Regions from separate parts of the Mus musculus genome. Here region 1 is linked to region 2. Evidence: chromatin contacts called from public HiChIP or PLAC-seq data. All regions are on one chromosome and are shown on one strand. The core of a region is the stretch at or near the end of the contact, and the rest is flanking DNA. Distances in the headings are between cores, read along the strand shown. Region 1 overlaps Wnt9b (wingless-type MMTV integration site family, member 9B). Region 2 holds the start of Lyzl6 (lysozyme-like 6).

Region 1 (5,937 bases), core at 1,286-3,785, 96 kb after region 2:
ACGGAGAGCCAGCCTAGAGTGGGGCTGGCCATCCCCGAGACATCACCGCACTGTGATGTTTCCACTGTGTCTCCAGGTATGGTGGATGGCTCATACCTTGAAAAATTCCAGCACTCAAAGTAAAACAAATTGCAGAGCATTTGAAGCAAGTTAGTTCCAGGCCAGCCTGGGCTACAGGAACCGAGTCCCCCCACCCCCCCAAAACAAGTGACAGTAATAGAATGCCACACCCCTCCCACCAGACAATGGAGTCACAAGCTATGACCCATATTCATTTCTAGAGGATGCACTTTGCAAGGGTGACTGGGTTGTGCTCAGCCTCTGCCTCCAGCCCCTTGTGTCGTGCCTGGCTCCTTGTGGGCCTCTGCAGATGCTTAGCAGATGGATAGGCAGAGGTGGAGAAGGATAAGGAAGGAGGGGGAGTCAGGTGGGAAGGAGGGGATGACACATCAACAGATGTGACGAACAGTGACAGATGAGCGTGTGGACAAAGGAATCTGCCTGGCGTGCACATTTGGACCACTAAGTAGGTGGCTGGGGCCACCCACCTCCTCTGTCATCTCTTCCAAGAATGCTGAGTCCTTTCCTCCCTTGTGTTTCCTTTGTTTCCCTCATCTCCCAAACCGCCACCTTCAACAGACATTACTAACTCCCCAGGTCCCTTCTCATTTGGGACTGTGCCTCAGTAGTCAGCACAACGAGACCAGGGCATAACCTTCTCACCACCCACAACCTCCTGCCAGTCCTCTTCCTCCCCCGAAGTCCTCCCTACCTCTCTGGAGCAGGCCAGTCCTCCCCTCCAGGCTGCAGTTCCAGCGCTCCTGCCTGAACTGGAACTGACATTCCAGCAGCCCCAGGTGTGCAGCATCCCTCAGGGTCTCAGCCAGGCCGGGCTCCCGCCTGCAGAGCTGCTTCTGCCGCCTGGACAGCTTCAGTAGGTCACACTGCTTCAGGTGAGCACCAGCCTGTGCCGGGGCTGCTGCCGTACCCAGGCCTGGGAAGGGTGTCAGGACCTCACGACCGGTCAGGCTGGAAAGGGTGAGAAGGAAGATGGTGAGCTTTGGGGTTCCTGCCCGTGGAGGACCCAAAAGCTGAGCATCCCACAGGGATGGAAAGTGACCGTCTTTGTTTTTGCCCCCTTGGGTAGCAGGCCAGTCCCACAGGGGTTATGTCCCCATCTTACAGAGTAGAAGACCAAGGGACTTATGTAGCAAGGATTGGTTACAGACCCTCAAGGCCAAGTTCTCCAGATTCTGCTCTGCATTCCTTATCTACCCTCCTTTGGCAACTTGCCCAACTGGAAAAGCCACCCTGATTGCTTAGTAGAAATACAGAGCCAGGCTGGGTGTGGTGGTGCATGCCTGCAATCACTGCACTTGGAGGGTCCAAGGCAAGAGAATGCTATGAGTACAGGGCCAGCCTGGGCTACACAGCAAGATTTATTTCAGATAAACACAGATTTCTAAGACCCGCACCTGAGTGTTGTTTCCATAGGTCCATAGCAGGGCCTGGAAATCTGTATTTTTTGGCACAACCGGGGAGCTGCTGTGTTGTGCAGGCACGGAAGATGTTACAGGTAGCATTAGTTGATTCCTGGAGGGGAGTGTCACCTTGCTACTGGGGCTAAGCACAGGGGATGCAGACAGAACAAACACCCAGCCAAGGTCCCTGGATCCCTCTCTCCCCCTGTGTTCTGTCACTGCTCAAGTAAGCCCATGCCAGTCTAGCTTGTTCCCGGGTCCCAGGTAGATCATCAACCATCTGGCCATGTGGTGCTTGGCACAAGTAGAAGTTTGGGAAAAGGAAGAACAAGAAAAGGAGAGAGGGGGGAAGGGAGGGAGGGAGGGAGGGAAGGGAGGCTGGGATCAGACTTCATGTTCTATATTCGAAGTCATCAATTCTAGAGTCAGGCTGCCAAATTCTAAGCCTAATCAATCCTGTCACATTCTAATGTCATCCTTGAAGCCTTGGCTTTCATCCATGACCCTTGACCCCCAGAGGTGCTGTAGGGACTGCATAGAAAGCACAGAGCCAAGCCAGGCAGGCAGGCAGGCAGGCAGGCAGGCAGGCAGGCAGGCAGGCAGGCAGGCTTGCCTTCCTACTGGCTGGAGTTTTCTTCTCCTCGGGATGCCTTACATTTTGAGTCGGCAGTGTCTCCCTTTATCTTGACAGGTATTGGAGGCTTTGTGTGGAGGTGATAAGGCGTGACTGGTCAGGGGCAAGGTGTGGTCCAGAATGAGGACTGTCCGCTCTCTCAGAATCTCTCTGTGACAGCGTGAGGTGTTTACTGTCCCCGGCCCTGCTGTACCTCTTGTGGATGGGGTGTACACCGTCACCAGACCCAAGCTTGAGAAAACCGCTTCTCTCTGGAAACAGTCGTCTCTCAGCCAAAGTGGGACCAGATGGGGGCTGTCAACATTTTCACTTGGATGTGGAACTTGCCATTTTTGTTCGTGTGCCACCGGCTAAGTACTGTAGCCAAGCCCTTGAATGACCAGAGAGGTCCTTATCCCACAGGGTTCAGGGCACACGGTTCTGCCGCTGGAGTCACCTGCCTGAGCCAGGACATTTGGCTAGATGCCATAGCAGCTCTGTCTGCCTGGGAAATAGGAAGCCTCACTGGAAGGTGGAGGTCCTGGCAAGGCCCCAGGTGCCCCTGTAGATTCCAGGTCTATCAGGTGCGCCCAACCCGGCGTGGAGCATATCTCCGAAACATTGAACACAGACAGATGCTATCGGCTCCCCCGAGCACAGCCTGGACTGGGCTCCCCTCCCAGACACAGAGAGCACAGGGGCCCGTTAAACATTAATCAGGGGGCAAATGGTTAAGTTTCCAGTCCAGCAGGCCCTTACCCAGACTCCTCCCTGCAGCCTGGCAGGAAACCCTCGGAGCCTGACCCTGGGCAGGCAAGGATCTAGCAGAGCCTGAGGTCAGCTCCTGCTGGGGAGGCCCCACCTTGAACGGTTTCCAGTGTGGAGGGCAACCCCAGGACTGCTGAGAACACAGGTCAACAGTCATGCAACCTCCAAAAGACTCTCTTCTCCACACCAGAGACTGGTATGGGGATAACTCTGGCTCACACAGTTCCTGGTTCAGAGATTGGGACGTTCCTTGTAGAAGCTGATTGACATTCCAGAGAAGAAAAGGGTATGGTGGGCATTTGGGCCAATGAGACTGCACATCCTTTAAAACCTGTTTTATAGTCATTAAACAAACAAACAAACAAACAAAGCCCAATAATAACAACAGAGGGCTGAGGAAGTGGCTCGGTGAATAAAGTGTTTGTTGCAGGATCATGAAGACGTGAGTTCAAATCCCCTGAACCCATACAAAGCCAGCCATGACAGCACATATGCAATCCTGGTATTCCTACAGTGAGATGGGAAGTGGAGGCAGGAGAATCTTAAGAGGCCAGTGAGCCTGGCAAAGAACGAAGACTGTCTCAAACAAGGTGGAAGGCGAAGACCGTCGCCCAAGGGTTGTCTTCTGACCCCCATGTGTATACTTTAGTATACATTTGCGCCCCACCACCACCACCACACACACACACACACACACACACAGAGTTAGGTCTGGGGATGTGCCCCAGCTGATAAGGTGCTTGCCTGGGTCCAATCACCAGTACTACAGAAACAGCTTTAATGTGGTCATGGCCCACAGTCATCCTGAGCTACACAGCAAGTTGTAAAACTGATGTGCAACTCAGTTCTGTGGCAAACCGCTTACCTAGCTAGGCTTGATTTTCAATATTCTAAAATTATTAATTAAAGGAATAGTTATTATTATTATTTTATCATTATGCTATTTTACATTATAACATATAATGCATTAAAATAGTGCATTCATTATATTGTTGTGGTACGTACACATACATAAACATACACATAAAACATATGCCACTTTTTGAGTGCCTACTACACTTATATTACAGACATATGATTGGGCTTTCGGCCACCAGTTCCTGCTGTGTACCATGATTGCCGTATGGTCTTTGCCCATAACTGTTTCACGTGACCCTGATGCTCTGGCCCACTGGTTAGATCAGCGGTGAACTGATAATCCTAGCTGTCTTTTTTCTGGGAGTTTGGCATTTGGATAATAAGAGCACACTCTCGCTTTCTCTTCCTTTCTCTCCTTTGCATGACTGGGCTTGAGACCCAGAAAAGAACCAGAGGAAGCTGAGCCAAGAAGGGAGAAAGAGGAACCAAATTCTTTGAGGTTGGCAGAGGTGAGAGTGTAGGGAACACTTCCGGTCCTGGTCCCAGCATCTCCCCAAGGGTCACCCTGCTCTTGCCTGGCACACTTACACTGTGGAGTCACGGCTGGGAGTTGCTCGGTCTCCCTAAGGTTGTTGTCCTTTGTGGTGGCATGCTGTGGCTGGCTAGAAAGTAACACAATTCCACCGGCAGCACTCGAGGCTCTACAATGCTCCCACTCATCAGCAGGCACCTGCTCTTTAAATTCATTGTAATAGGCCCTGAGATTGATGGCTCCAGACGCTCAGTATAAAGTCCGTTAATTTTATTAGCAGTAATGACACTTAGTAGCGATTAATGATCGGGAAAGGCAGCCAAGCACACAGAGGCCTCCAGCCCTGTTGAGCCCCAGTCAACCCAGAGAGACTCTGGGAAGAGGCTCCCCAGCATTTTCATGGGGTCCCCAAAAGGGCCTCGGAGGGCACCTAGAACTCAGTGTCACTTTTTTTGTGGGTTTCTATGTTACAGTTTGGAAAACAGTGCCTTGGAAGAAGCAGTGTCACCTCAGCGAAAGGAGAATGGCTTGTCTCTTTCCTTACAGGGTCAGTAAGGTCCCCTCTGCTCACCTTTCCCATTGTACCCAGTGTGGAAGGTTCTTCCTGACCCCGCAAGAATCCTGGGCATTCCTGGGCATTGCAGATTACAGTCTTTGCCAGCTGCTGCAGGGTCTGGCACACAGAGTTCTAGGCCTCCACCTTCCGACCAACCACATGTTAGTTGAGACGTTTGGGACTGAACTGGACAACTGAAGAGACTAAGGCCAAAGGGATTTTGTAAGGACAGTGCTGCTCTGTATTGATCAGGAACTCACACACAGGGAGCAATCTCACCTGTGACCAGGATTGAAATAACAAGAGGGGGTGGAGCTTATGAGCTTGCTAAGTAGGCTTTGGGACAGTGGCCACAGCAGTTCCTTAGGACCTCTGCCTGACTCCGTGCTCCGGAGCCACTGGGGCCAGGACCCTGTCAAGATGTCTGTGCTCTGGCCCAGCTGGGCTCCCACTCCTGTCTCCAACCACCACCCTGGCTCCCGACCTCTCCTTTTCCTTACAGAACAATAGCCCAATGACCAGTGTCCTTCTGTTCATCATCAGTGCTGAGTCCCTCGGGTCACGGCGCAGGTCCATGGTTCCTGGTACTCTCACTGATGATAGACAAGTAGTATCCTTTGGCTTTGACTTTTAGGACATTCTCTGTCTAGCACTGGCCCTTTTGGTCCCTCTTCCTTTCACGCTTTTCCCATCCACAGGTTTGGTTATAGCTGACCCATCATGATGCCCCTTCAGGAAGCAGCAGAAAACTACGGATAGACCCCAGGGGCCCCTCAATAGGCTTCAAAAGAAGTAGAATGCTCACCAGCATGGAGAATCCCAGAACCTCATGTCTCCCAAAACGCTCTGCTCTGAGGAGTCTGGTCCCCAGCTTTCCCCTCATTCAGAGGTGACCTCGGGGATCCCATTTCATAAGCAAGCACACATGCTGACAAGGCCCCTGTGCCTCTGGGCACCTGGTCTGTGAAAGGAAGACAGTAGCAATCTCTATCTCTCAGAGTGGTTGGTAAGATCACGCCATTTAATGCCTGGAAAGTCCATAGAACAGTCTCTGGCACACAGTAAGCCCAAGATAAGGTTTTTATTATGAAGCACCAACTGTATACATAGTGCCAGATCTAAAAACATG
Region 2 (6,244 bases), core at 2,981-5,480:
TTGCTCATCTGAGAAGTGGGGCTCATAAACAGTTTCTACTGTGTGGAAGGGCGGATAAAATGCCTGTGCATATCTCTGCTTACTATATAGCATGTTGTCAGTGTGACAGCAAGGCCACGCCTGGCTATGAAAAGTCTTTCTGGGCCCAAGGGACCCTCAGACCTCTTGCAAGGATGGAACAACTGTGGGGTTATTCATCTGCTCAGTCAAGGGATTCCTTGCTCTTTAAACCATCCCTGGAAGGACATACTCAGGCAGTGCCTGGGAAGAAAGGTCCTGTAAGTAGAGCCTAGTCTCCTCTCTCACCTCTCCCACCCTAGGGCTCCCAGCCAGACCTTGACAGTCGACATGGCAGAAGTTCTCCGAATGACTCTGGTAGTCGTTGCACCAGTAACGACTGTTGATCTGGAAGATGCCATAGTCGAAGCTACCATCAACGTTCTCGTTCACCTTTGATATGTTGAAGTTGCTTTCCACAAAAGCCAAGCACAGCCCTTAGAAAAGAGAGAAGAGGGAGGCTCTTTAGCAAGGATCTAGACTGAGTGGGTAGGGAGTTGACATAAAAGGGGGTGGAAGCAAGGTATCAGGAGAGAGAACAAGGCCCAAGAGCCTAGCTATGCCTGAAGAGCTAGAAAAAGCCATAGGCTTATCTGTCCCATCCTTCGGTCCATTTCCCCCTCCATTTTATAGCCATCCCCCCATCTTTCCACCTACTTATGTTTTATGCATTTGCTGAGTACCTACTGTTTGCCAGGAGCTATGCACAGCCAAACAGGCTCGTATTGACTTCAAGGGGCCTAGTACAGATTGAACAAAAGTACAAAAGTATGGGTTTAACACAGAGAGAGAGGGGGCTGAGGGGGTGGAGCAAAGGGGAGAGCAAGCGAACAGGAGAAGTGGAGAACATATCAAAAGGCATGTATGTACAAATTTTAGATGGAGCAGAGAGTTCCCTCCCACACAGCCTTTGCATTGGCTGTTCCTTTGGCCTGGAATACTTTTCTTCTGGTCATGTGGTTCTTTCATTCAGCACGGCCCATTGCCACTTCCTCGGAGCCTTCCCCTGACTTCAGTTTCCACAGTGTTACCCATGTACATGTGTGTGAGAGAGAGAAAGAGGAAGACAGGAGAAAGGAGAGAGTCAGAGGGAGGGAGAGAGGGAAGTAGGGAGAGGGAGAGATAGAGGGAAAGGGAAAGGGAGGGAGGGAGATAGAGAGAGAGAGAGAGAGAGAGAGAGAGAACATGTTGAAGTCAGTTCTGTCCTTCAGGACCTCTCCCATTTCTGCGGCTGCACTGTGTATTCCACACTAGCTGGGCCTGGGAGCTTCAGGTTGGTTTTTCTCTCTCTCTCTCTGCCACCCATTTCTCCACGAGTGCTGGGATTATAGATGCATAAGAAATCGTTTTTTAACTATGCATATGCATGACTGTGTGTATGTGCATGTGACTGCAGGGTGCCCGTGGAGGCCAGAAGTGTCAGGTCCCGTGGAGATGGAGTCGCAGATAGGCTGCTTCATATGGGACCCAAACTCAGGTTTTCTGGATGGGCAGAGCATGCTCACAACTGCTGAGCGTTTCTCTGGCTCCCACGTTGTTGTTGTTGTTGTTGTTGTAAGTCATTATTTTAAGGATCAAACTCAAGTTGTCATGCTTACAATGTGACAGGTGCTTTCACCCCCTGAGCCATCTGCTGACCCCCTTAAGCTTCTCCTTTGCTTGTTTGAGACAAGAACTTGCTACCGAGCCCTGGCTGGCCTCAGAGCAATCCTCTTGCCTTCAACTCTGGGAACTGCATGCCTGCACCACATTCTTCACGCACATGCCGCCACCAGCCAACACTGGGTATCCGCGTGAGTGCTCGCTGCTGTGCTAGAATGTAAGCTCTGTGAGGGAAAGAATTTGGTTCACCTCCAAAGCAGTAGTGCATGGTAAGAGCTCAGTTAATAGCTACTGGCTGAGATGTGACATGTTGGGAGAGGCTTCTTGTTGCAGGGAGATGGTTCTCTGAACTCAACTTGGAAAGACAAATGGCGAAGGAAGGCAGGTAAGAGATCCAGAGGAGGGGTGGGGAGGAAGGAGCCAAGGAGATGACACTCACAGTCAGGCAGGGAGTAGCCCTCAAACCCATCCAAGTCCTCTTCATACAGAATCTTGGCCAAACTACAGCGATGGATGATGTTGCCATCATTCACTACCAGAAGGCAGCTTGCCACACAGATGAACAGTGCCTTCAACATTGTCCAAGGAGACAGGGCACTAGGCAGTCTCTGAGAGCCTGGGGGATCTGAGAGAGAAACCAAATTTCCTCGCTCACTCAATGTTCAATACCTGGTAAGTTTCAGTGCTCCCCACTCCTCAACCTCGATGTACATACACCCCGAGCCTACCCTGGAACTCAGTATGTAGCCAGCTTTCAGCAATCCTCCTGCCTCTACTACCAGAGCCTTAGTATCACAGGTAAGGGCCTGTTCTTTTATGTTCGTATCATGTTTTTTGTCTCGGAAAATTTAACATAAGAGGAGAGAGAGAAAGATTGAGAGAGAGAGAAATCTCCTGATCCTCCATATACCCATTGCTCAGATTCAAGAGTTCAAAATCAAGACCACTCTGGCTTCAGTGGCTGGTCCTCCTCTCATGGGTATTTAGGCACAAGCAACGTTTGGGTAGCAGGATGGGGAGTGAGGTTGGCAAAAGTTAGAGCAGATTTTGTTTCACCAGCATTTGTGGTATGGATTGAGCGTGTGCCTTCAGAGGAAGGGCAGGGACACGGGATGCCAATATGCCCCAACCCATACTCCCAGATACATGACATATGACCTTCACCACTGCAACCTCTGCCTCATGCCATTCCTGGAGGGCTGCTTGTAGGTTTTATTGTTTTGTTTCTGTATAAATGCATATCAGAAAACAAGCGAATATAATCGTATTATATAAATAATCTTCGCTTTAATGGTGTGTATGCCTGTGTATGTGTGTGTGTGTGTGTGTGTGTGTGTGTGTGTGTGTGTGTGTGTGTGTTTGAAGATCAAGGACTCTGAATTCCCACCCACTACCAGCTATCAAAGGCTGGGCTGCTGTATGACTTTGAACAACATACTTACTTCTCTGGTTCCCATGTGTGAAATGAAGATCTATTTACTAATACTTGCCCAATCAGAACGGTGTAATGAATAAGATAAATAATAAACAAAAAGATATGGTTTCACATTCCTTACAGAATGGAACCAGGACTCCTATAAATGTGGCAGATTCCCAGGCTACAGTAGGAGCATAGCCTGGGCAGTGATTGGTTTGAATAATGACTACTATTGGGGCTGGTCTGAGTTGGTGGAAGCTGGAAAAATATCAGGGCTTATATACATGGCCTTGGTCATTCCCGTATTGCGTAGCAAAACCCAATGTTTTGACTTTGCAATTAAAATTAACATTATCAGTGAGGGACAAAGGGACACTCTGCACCTCTGGATGGGAAACCTCAAGATGCATAAGCTCTAATGAGGTGTTCTGGCCACAGATGGGAAGCCTGGGTCCAAGCATAAAGAAATGAACCTAAACAGAAGGAAACATCTATAAAATAACTGGGTTCTGTCCTTCAAAATGTTCATTCTGTGAGCGCACACGTGGGCTGGTCCTGCCCTAGGATGTGTGTCTTTCTCTTTAAACTAGGTGTATGATGCTGAGGGCAAAGGCCAGGATCCCTCCCTCTCCTTCATCATATGTAGGGATGACGTGGCCTCTCCGGCGGCTTTGCTTGCCTTCTGGTCTCTTGATTTGTCCTTGTCACACAGCATGCACTTAGGACATTCTCTGGATGCTCTCACTACCCTGCTCTGGTGTTGCAAATAGAACAGATGAAGTCCTGTTAAATCAGACTTTCCGGTAAATAGCAAATATCTGTTTAATTCAGATATGTCCTGCAGCCCTCCCTACTCTGATGCAGAATGCACCTCAGAGATAGGCTTCCCCAAGCCTTGGGATGCAGGAATGTCTGGCTTGGCCCATGGAGCCCCTCAGGGATTCCCTTTGGGGTGATAGTAGTCCCCGAATGTGGCCCTATCCAGCTTCAAAGCATACCTCTCTGGCCCTAGCTCGCAGCCAGCCCAGGCCCTTCTGGGAGGATCTACAGGACAAGATGGTTTGTGGCAGGAGCCTCCTCTTCCTTACCAAGCACTCTCTGGCCCCATCTGGCTAATAGTTCTCCTTCGTCTCAAGAAGGCATGTGTTCTTGGCCACCTCAGCCTTCTGGAACTCTGGTTCTGTGACATCATCACTCTCCAGGAAATATGCCGGTTTGAACTGTGCAAACTGTGCAGGCTTTAGGTAGAAATGGTAGATGGGTCTGGAAGGCAAGGTGTAAGGCGGACCAATGGGCAGAACCCTGATACCTCCCTTCCTTTCTGAGAACAGGACAACCTTAGTTTCTAAAGAGGACCTACACATCCTGCCCCTGGGCTGCAGGGTTTGTGCTTATATTCTGATTGTAACTCTGCAGAGCTGTGGGACTTTGCTCAGGACCTATACCCTGCATTTTGATTTCTGTGGGCCCCTGTGCAGCTCCAATCTTTTGTAGAAAGTCTGTGGAGTCCAGAATCCAGTCCAGAAACAACCTTCAAGGACCCACACACACCTTCTTTTCCTCTCTCTGGGACTCAGTGAGTATCCCTTCTTACATAAACAAATTTGAGTTGTGTTTCTGTTACATGCTCACAAAGAAGACCTACCTACCTACTATAGCATGGCAATACTTTAGAATGGTGCCGAAAAAATATTTAGAAATTACTATCATTAAACAAGATACATTTCGAGGAAAGGTAATTACGGGTCAAGCATGGTAGAGAAACATAGTGTAATTTAGAAGTCTGGAAACAAAGCTCAACTGCCTGAAGCTGGTACTTGCTGTGCTAGCCAGCAGCCACTAGAGGGCAGAAGCAGCCCATGTCCAAGAAGACGTGGATTTAAAGTTTGGTTTTGCGAAATGCCGTCCCTTAGATGACCTAGCCTCCCTCTCGGAGTTAGCAGGCACCATTCTCTTTTTCTTGGTACAGCCTGAATGTCGGCTTGGGTTCCTTTGGTTCAGAATCTGCCTTGTTTGTCCATCAGCAGTAGGAGAGTTCCCTGTGTTCCCAGACCTTTTTTTTTTTTTTTTTTTTTTTTTAAGGGGCAGCAGGTTCTGGTTTGTGGAGCTGACAGGCAACTTAGTGGACCAGATGCTGCAGCATCACCGACTTAACTAGCTTGCTTAGCATATGGCAAACAGTGGGGCACGGGGATGAATGACTCAATGAAAGAGAGGGGAAAGAGACAGGGAAGTGCCCATGGATGCTGCAGACAAGCCTCCCTCTGAGAACAAATGTTGACCCTGAAATGAGCCCCGCCAGTGGGATACAGCGCTCAACACAGCAGGCAGGGAATCCATTTGTCTTCACAGAGCTCCTAAGAATCAGCTGCAGAGAAGTTAAGCCATCCCAAAGTCTCAGAGCTGGGAGGCGGTAGCCTAAAGCTGAACTTGTTTCCGACGACGTTACCAGCAGGCTTAGCTCCCTCTCAGGAGCAAATTGTCTTTTTTTTTTTTTCAAGAACTCTGTAGCCCAGGCTAGCCCCAAACTCATGATTCTCTTCCTGCCTTAGTCTCTCTAGTCCTGATGGGCTTTCTGTTGAGCACTAATGTCCAGCTCTTGTTATTTGAAATAGCCACATTTCATGTTGCAAATCTGTGATGTAGCTTAACATGTTCCCAATTGGTTTTTTTTTTCCATTTTCTGTTCGTTGAGAGTTGAGTCTAGATGCCTAATTAGATGAAGGTTTAAACTTTTGACAAGTCTAGCTGTCTTCCCAAAGACATTGCTTTTGGTTTTAGTTCTGTTATTGTGATTAAAATGTCCTGACAACAAACAATTTAGGAGAGAAAGGGTTTGTTTTAGCTTGCAATTCCAAGATACAGTTCATTACTACTAGGAAGTCGTCGTAGAAAGAGCTTGGGACAACTGGTCACGTCACATCCCCCAGTGAACAGTGGAGAGAAATGAGTGTCTGCATGTGCTTGCTTGCCTTCTTGTGCTCAGATTGCTTTCTCCATCTTAAACAAGGCAAGATCCCTTGCCTAGGGAATGGCGCTGCCAATACTGGGTAGGCTCTTCCCATATCAGTTAACTTGGCTAAGACAACCCGGGACAGACATGTCCACAGAGCAGTCCAAAGTAGACAGCCTCTCTCTCTCCCTCTCTCTCTCTCTCTCTCTCTCTCT

What was found. HiChIP or PLAC-seq counts read pairs in DNA pulled down with a chosen protein or histone mark.
Region 1: an H3K27ac HiChIP or PLAC-seq map of extraembryonic endoderm stem cells shows a contact between it and region 2, with 3 times the contacts expected there. The contact joins the enhancer-like site here to the promoter of Lyzl6 in region 2. A contact is called at or near these places in 8 of 39 promoter capture datasets (the C10 cell line, the HPC-7 cell line, embryonic stem cells and 5 more), 1 of 15 datasets of contacts at CTCF or cohesin (the NIH/3T3 cell line), 19 of 484 Hi-C or Micro-C datasets (the C2C12 cell line, the N1E-115 cell line, bone marrow-derived macrophages and 16 more), 8 of 115 datasets of contacts at active chromatin or transcription factors (bone marrow-derived macrophages, embryonic forebrain, embryonic midbrain and 4 more) and 4 of 9 other capture datasets (adipose tissue, liver, macrophages and 1 more).

The regions. Positions count from the first base shown.
Region 1 is chr11:103,732,851-103,738,787 of GRCm38.p6, forward strand. Wnt9b (wingless-type MMTV integration site family, member 9B) reads right to left here. Exons shown (of 4, transcript NM_011719.4): 2 at 773-1,029. Among named protein-coding and RNA genes, the nearest start is that of Wnt9b, 14 kb to the right of the region's middle. Within about 2 kb of position 2,536, at least 24 of the 459 cell types and tissues checked have an H3K27ac peak or open chromatin away from gene starts, as enhancers often do. A contact at or near this core is called in extraembryonic endoderm stem cells, intestinal villus epithelium, liver and 1 more, where this site is marked.
Region 2 is chr11:103,634,660-103,640,903 of GRCm38.p6, forward strand. Lyzl6 (lysozyme-like 6) reads right to left here and starts at 4,231. Exons shown (of 5, transcript NM_001356472.2): 1 at 4,165-4,231; 2 at 2,099-2,284; 3 at 336-494. The coding sequence starts at 2,237. 1700072I22Rik (RIKEN cDNA 1700072I22 gene) reads left to right here and starts at 4,277. Exons shown (of 2, transcript NR_131143.1): 1 at 4,277-4,652.